Regions from separate parts of the Sus scrofa genome. Here region 2 is linked to region 1. The links are chromatin contacts, called in public HiChIP or PLAC-seq maps. All regions are on one chromosome and are shown on one strand. Each heading gives the region's core, a stretch centred on a gene start, on an enhancer-like site or on the middle of the called end of the contact. The rest is flanking DNA. Distances are from core to core; before and after follow the strand shown.

Evidence for each region. HiChIP or PLAC-seq counts read pairs in DNA pulled down with a chosen protein or histone mark.
Region 2: a contact with region 1 is called in an H3K27ac HiChIP or PLAC-seq map of alveolar macrophages. The contact joins the promoter of MTMR2 here to the enhancer-like site in region 1. A contact is called at or near these places in 8 of 47 Hi-C or Micro-C datasets (embryonic fibroblasts, heart right ventricle, liver and 3 more) and 1 of 2 datasets of contacts at active chromatin or transcription factors (alveolar macrophages).

What each region holds. Positions count from the first base shown.
Region 1 is chr9:27,883,536-27,887,190 of Sscrofa11.1, reverse strand. MTMR2 (myotubularin-related protein 2) reads left to right here. Exons shown (of 16, transcript XM_003357252.4): 9 at 1-10; 10 at 1,027-1,215. Among named protein-coding and RNA genes, the nearest start is that of FAM76B, 72 kb to the right of the region's middle. Within about 2 kb of position 1,605, at least 6 of the 83 cell types and tissues checked have an H3K27ac peak or open chromatin away from gene starts, as enhancers often do. A contact at or near this core is called in alveolar macrophages, where this site is marked.
Region 2 is chr9:27,972,591-27,976,245 of Sscrofa11.1, reverse strand. MTMR2 (myotubularin-related protein 2) reads left to right here and starts at 1,798. Exons shown (of 16, transcript XM_003357252.4): 1 at 1,798-2,113.

The sequences.
Region 1 (3,655 bases), core at 356-2,855:
CCGTATCCCAGTAAGTGTGAAGCGGTGATGGAACTGTCTCATTGCTTTTGTACCCCACATAATGCTGAGGTTTCTGGAATTTGAAATGAGCATTAGTGAGTTGCTCAGAATTACATGGTTCTTAACTTGAAAACAAAGTTGGCTCTGTATTATTCACTATTTCTTTATCTTATACTTCTTAGGCATGGTGGTACATGCTCTTTTCCTTTAAATCCCAGAAAGAAGAAAACTTTACAAATTTATGGTGAATTGCTCATCAGATTTATCAAATTTGATACTATTTGAAAATAAAATTCATCAATTTTGATAAAATTGATGTTAATCAAATGTATGATGAATTGAAAGATGAATTTATGATCTTTTTAGATCAGCTCAAATAATTTTAGGTACAAAAATTCACAGACTCTGAAGATTTTATAGTTGGGCAGTTTTGCAGATCTAGTACTAAGACCTTAAAAGTGAAGTTTACATTGTCTCCTTTAATGTATTTTTTTCTAGAGACAGCAGTGCCAATAGTTAATGACTTTCATAAATCAGTATCTAATTAAAGAATTAGACTAAGTTTTCCACATGCCGGAGTTGGTTTGAAAGAAAGGTGATCTTTTTTTTTTTTTTTTTTTTTTTTTTTTTTTTTTTTTGTCTTTTGTCTGTTTTTTAGGGCTGCACCCACGGCATATGGAAGTTCCCAGGCTAGGGGTCTAATTGGAGCTGTAGCTGCTGGCCTACACCACAGCAGTGCAGGATCCAAGCCATGTCTGCGACCAGTACCACAGGTCATGGCAACACCAGATCCATAACCCACTGAGTGAGGCCAGGGATCAAACTTGAAGCCTCATGGTTCCTAGTCAGATTCGTTTCCGCTGCGCCATGATGGGAACTCCAGGTGATGATTTTTCATAGCAGCCTTTTATATCCTAGGCTTTGGATCTAGTTAGAAAGCAGAGTTTTATAGAGTAATGTTTTAAAGAAGAATTATTAACAGAGAAACATGTTAAATGTGTTGCCATTTTCCCCCCTCTTTTTAAGGTTTTATCATGGATTCATCCTGAAAGTCAAGCCACAATCACTAGGTGTAGCCAGCCCATGGTAGGAGTGAGTGGGAAGCGAAGCAAGGAAGATGAAAAATACCTTCAAGCCATTATGGACTCCAATGCCCAATCTCATAAAATCTTTATATTTGATGCCCGGCCAAGTGTTAATGCTGTTGCCAATAAGGTGAGATCATCTTTTAACTAGTTAAGATTATAGTTACAGTTTCATGAATCAACTTGAATTTGGTAGGAGCCACATTATAGCATAAAGAGTTCAGGCTTTTCAGAAATAAAGATGTAGATTCTCATCCTGGCTCTCCTGTTTGATAGTATGATTGAGTCAGTTAATCTTTTTAGACTTTAATTTTCGTATTTAATGAGCATCAAAACAACTAACAAGAATTGTTTTAGGGGAAAAGTAAGTTGATAAAAAATAGTGCATAGCTCTGCTTACGTATGTAGAAATAGGTGTTCAGCACCTATGAGTTTCTCTCTGCCTTCTCCAAACTGGGCAGTGAGCTTATGGCTGACTGAAGTCTGCACGGCACTGTTGTAGAAATCATGAGGTGTTCTTGGTGACCAGTGCTGCCCTCTTCTGGCAGCCCTCCACCTGTACAAGCTATTCAGACTGAAGACTTGCAGTTGAGCAGTGGTCCTGATTGCTGCTATAGAGTAAATATTGGCATTATGGAAATAGAAATTCTGATTCAGTTGACAGTCTGTAATTCTGATCAGTTTAAACTCCTGATCTACCATTGGAGAAGGAAAGAGAAGAGATACAATTTAGCTTTACAAAATTATCTTGCATGAAGTGCCCGCTATGATGCAGAGGGTTAAGGATCTAGCACTGTATCCAGGGCAGCGTGCGTTCAATCCCTGGCCCTGCACAGTGGGTAAAGAATTTGGCATAGGTTGTAGCTGTGGCTTGGGTTTGATCCCTGGGCCAGGAACTTCCATAGGCTGTGGGTATGGCCAAAAAAAAAAAAAAAAAAAAAAGTTATTTTACAGATAAGCAAAAAAAAAAAAAAAAAACCAAAACAACAAAAACAAAAAAACACAAAAAACCCAAATCATACAACATCCTACATCTTAGAGAAATACCGTCAACCCTTGGTTATACTTGCAGACCTATGTGCATACCTATGCACACATATGTTTGAAACAGAAGAATGATTACAACTTCTTTTTTTAAATTGACACTGTTTTTTTTAATGCCAGTATATACTCATCTCTAACATTTTAATGGTATGATAACTAGTAACACCAGTTGTTTCTGGACCTTTAGGTTATTTGTGTTTTTGTTTTTTGTTTTGCTGTTATAAACAATGCTGGGATGATCATCCTTTAATTAAATTATGGAGCATGAATCTAATTATTTCTGTCCTTGTTTAGTGCTTTTGAGAACATTGTGAATTCCAGGCATTCTCTGTCAAACTGTATATTTCCCCTTAAAGGAAAAATGAGCCAATGTGTATATGAAGCCGGTACCCTAGAGACTAGCATATATTTTTCTAGTAATTTCTTGTTCTCTTCCCTAAACTTATACCATGAATTAGGAGGTATGAAACTTAGAATGTTCTCGAGGATGAAAGGAGGAGGAAAGAGTATAAAGCAGAAAAAGCAGTAAGGCAAGATGTTATATTCCTCATTTTTTTTTTTTTTTAATTGTCTTTTTGCCTTTTCTAGGACTGCTCCCGCCGCATATGGAGGTTCCCAGGCCTAGGGGTCTAATCGGAGCTGTAGCCACCGGCCTACGCCAGAGCCATAGCAACGTGGGATCTGAGCCGCGTCTGCGACCCAAACCGCAGCTCACAGCAACGCCGGATCCTTAACCCACTGAGCAAGGGCAGGGATCGAACCCGCAACCTCATGGTTCCTAGTCGGATTGGTTAACCACTGTGCCACGATGAGAACTCCGAAATATCTCTTTTTTAAAAAGACTTATGTTCACTTCTTTCAATTATTGGAACATTTTTCTGATTATAAAGCATGTCATAGACAACATAAAATCTAGGAAGGCATAAAAAAAGTAAAGAATAAGTAAGTAAAGAATAAATTATATCACTAAACTTCGATATATTTTTCTCACTGTTTTTTTTTTTCTGTGCATTTATGTATTGATTATTTTGTTATCATTGTTTTTCCTCTTAATGTTATAAGAATTACTTCTTTTCATCAAATATTCTGGAAAATACTTTAATAGTACTCATTATAAAGGTGTATCATTCTTCTTCTAATGATTTTTCTAATATTGGATCTTTAGTATTTTGAACATAGCTAAAATAAATATCTTCTGTTGGCATCTTTGATTATTTTCTTAAAATAGTTTCCTAGCTATTACAATTAGTATATCATAATTTAAAACATGCATTTTTTAAAGTTTTGTTACATATTCCCAGTGTTCTTCAGAAGTTTAATTCAGTTTACCAGCTTATCGTTTTATTGAGATATGATTGACATAGAATAGTGCATAAATTTAAGGTTTAGTATAACATAGTGATTCGATATATGTATATACTGTAAAATGAACACCACAGTAAGTTTTGTTAATGTCTGTCACCTCACAGAATTATAATTTTTTTCCCTTGCGATGAGAACTTGTAAAGTCTACTGTCTTAGCAGCT
Region 2 (3,655 bases), core at 549-3,048, 89 kb before region 1:
TGATCCCCAGCCTGGCACAGTGGGTTAAGGATCCTGGGTTGCTGTAGCTGTGGCTTAAGTCACAGCTCCAGCGTGAATTCAATTCTGGCCCAGGAACTTCCATATCCTATGGGTGTAGCCAAAAAAGAAAGCAGTAAAGCAATAAGTTCAGAGGAAGAACATAATAGCATAATATAGCATAATAGGATCTGAGAGCAACGGATCCATTTACCGAACCTACTGTGCAACCAACTCTGTGTAGAGGAAAAAAAAAAAAAACATTATATGGGTATTTTAATTCCTATTTTAGAAATGAGAAAACTAAGTCTTGGAGAAGCAATGAAATCAAAATCATAGAGCAGGTATGTGAAAGAATCAGGATTCCATTTCAGATTTGTCTGGTTTCGAAGTCTTTACACTTAACATTATTGTTCTTTATTAATCATCAAATAAACACATACACAAACTATTATACTATCAGGCAGATGGTTTCAAGCGCTCTGTGAAGGCAATGCTGCTAGAAATTAACTGAGTAGTAGAAAGAATATGGGTCTACTATTTAAGGATTTAAGTCCTTACCAAATTTAGCTTGGAAAAATCTATGTCAAGGTATAATGTGACAGTGAGCCAGCATTTTGGAGGGTAAGTAGGGGTGGAGAAGCAATAAGCAGATTCTTTTATGACTCATTGTAGATGTTTATGCTTGTTAAGAATTCTCAAACACCTCTTCTCTTTGCCTATCAGTTAAGGTTAAGAAATACAATTAAGATCTCTTTACAAATGAGATCTCTTTACAAATGCCATCCTGTCCCTGCCAAGCTGGAAGAGAAAGGCCAAGTCTTTTTGCTTAAATGTATGTTCATTCATATTAATAAACACCCTAGTTTATGTGGAACACAACCAGGCTGGTGGTTTTTCAGGGGAATGTACTCGCAAATTCGTATTTCACTGGCCCTACACTTCAAGATTTTCTTAAAAACATTAGTTGTCAGTATACATTAAATCTAGTTTAAATCAACATAATGCCATTTATCTTAGCAGGGAACTGTTTTGTTTATAAAATGACTGGCTAAATTTTTACAAAAATAATCTTCGCATATTTTTATACCATATACGTCAGGTGATGGAGACTCAGTCTCAATCAACAAAATTCTTTTTGGTATCCTTTCTATGTCCTTCCTTTATCCTCTGTAACAGAAAATTACCAGCAGAAGCATTTCCCCTTCACCCAGTTCCTGTTCTCTTATCACAGTTCTATTACTCTCCCCTCCCTTCCTGCCCTGCCTGGGAATTTGAGAGGGCAGGGAAAGATCCCTACAAGTTTGCCCTCTATCCGACACCACTGCACCCAGTGGTATATGTGTCTAATTTTTTGGTACATTTAACAATTCCCTCCCCATTTCCTCTTCCCATACCTTTCTGTGTGGACAATGGATTAATTCCAAAGTGATTTTTTCCTTCAGATACTTCTAGATCACACAGACTTCAATTCAAATCACAGCAGGGCTTAAAGTTTCAGCTTCTTTTCTAGTGCCCTCTCTACAATGCTGGCTCAGGGATGCAATGGAAATAGAACGATGAGCATTAACTTTTTCCCCTACTTGTCATATATTTCACATTACCCTCTCACATCAATCACGTCTTACTTCTCTGCCCCCTGCCTATAGCTTCCCTGCCTACAGCTACCGTTTTTGAAGTGGTGCTACAAACTGTTTATACATATTAGTCCATTCCATCCAGTAACAACTCTTACGAAGTAGGTAGTGATATTAGCAGCTCATCTCCTTCACCTGCCTTTCCCCCCCGCCCCGTTACTGCGCAAGTGCGCGAGCCGCGTCAAAGCAGTCGACCGAGGGGCGCCGCGGGGTCCGCCGGCTCCCCGGCAGCCCCCGCGCGCGGTGCAGGCTGGGGGAACATGGCCGCTTCCGGTCTCCCTCCCGGGCCGGCGCGGGCCTGACCGCGGTCCTTCCCCGACGCACTCCACCCTCCGCTCCTTCTGCCCGGTAGCCGAGAAGGTCGCTGCAGCTTTTTCCTCCCGCTATCCCCGCCGAGCCATGGAGAAAAGCTCGAGCTGCGAGAGTCTTGGCTCCCAGCCGGTGGTAGCACGGCCGCCCAGCGTGGATTCCCTGTCCAGGTAACCGGGACGCCCAGGGCCCCGCCTAGCGTCCGAGGGGGATGGAGAGGGGCCGGGGATCTGCTGGATGGTACCCCAATTCTGGATTCTGGTTCAAGAAGGCTGCGCCGGAATTCCTTTCCTAGGACTGGAAACCGCTTCTTCCTCCCTCACTGGGGGTTGGAGACTGGGAAAGAGGAGATTAAAACTCATTGCTTCTTTATCAGTCCCACCCCCATATTCTCATGTCGTTTTATTCGCAGTTGCAGGAGCCATTCCTTTGCTTTCTCTGATCGCTTATTGCCTCTAAATTCATTTCTTGGAACAGCCCTTCCCCCAGCTCTCTCCCCTTTTCCCTCATTTCCTCCCTGCCTTTTTTTTTTTTTTTTTCGTCTCTTGACCACTCTTTCCAGAACCAGCCTTTAGTTTTTCTTTCATCCGTCGTTTGGTTTTTGGGTTCTTTCTCACCTTTTCCTCACTTTCCCTTCTCTTATTTTATTTTATTTTTTTTACAGTTTTCCTTACACTCCAATCTCCATCCCCCCAACTTTGTTTTAAATGTAAGTAAAAATGCCCCACCGCTGTGCGTTTCTGGTCTAAATCTTACAGCTGAAAGTCATTATTCCTGATTAACTGATGAGTGGTAGTTTTCTCCCTTCTTGGGCCATCGGTTCTCCAGGTTATTTCTCATGTACTAAATGGGATTTTTTTCCCCTGGAATTTTGAGCAGAATTTTAGTATGCAGCTTCGCAGGGAGCTGTCGTAAATGTTACATATGTATGTTTCTGATGCAGTTTTTTTCTTTGGGTTTTCAGATTGTGATTTAAAATTTTATTAGGAAATTAAAAAGATTTGTAATTGTTATATAGCCGCAATGAAATCAAATTATTTTCAAGAAATAGTTATTAGAGAGTTACTAAGCCATTGTGTGAAAACATAATTTTCTTTTTTTTCCTTGTGAGTTGAAGTTGTTGTGTCTCATAATTCATTTTGGACTCTGCTAAACCTGCGTGATACTACCACTTTTTTTTCCTGTTGCTGTTCAGGAACTCATAAGCTGGTCCCACCATTCTAAATTAGATTCTTTTCCTATACTGGTTAATAGCAACCTGCCCAGCTATCTTTCAGCGTCCTTAACAAGCAGAGTGTAATTGCTGGTTTAATTGTCTTCTCTATTAGGCTATAAACTACTGAGGATGAGGAGTATATCTTATTTATCTTCATATCACCAGCATTTAACAGAGACCCTGTCTGTCAGAGATGCTTATTAAATGCATTTTTGAATTTGTAGATTGAATACCCAGGAGAGAAAAATTTTTCTTTGTGTGATTATGTATAGTGTATACTTGTTTCAAGTATTTTTCAGGTTTATGTTTATTACTATGAAATCTAGAAAGCTGGGGATTATACTCAGCTGTCAAATCATTCAGGAAACAGGTTGGAAAATTATAATTTTATGGGAAAGTTACAAATGACAACTGTGGCTCAGGATAGAATGTAAAGACAAATGTGGCAACTAGTAATCTCATCCAAGTGAGAGGATTTGGAACCACAGGAGGCAGC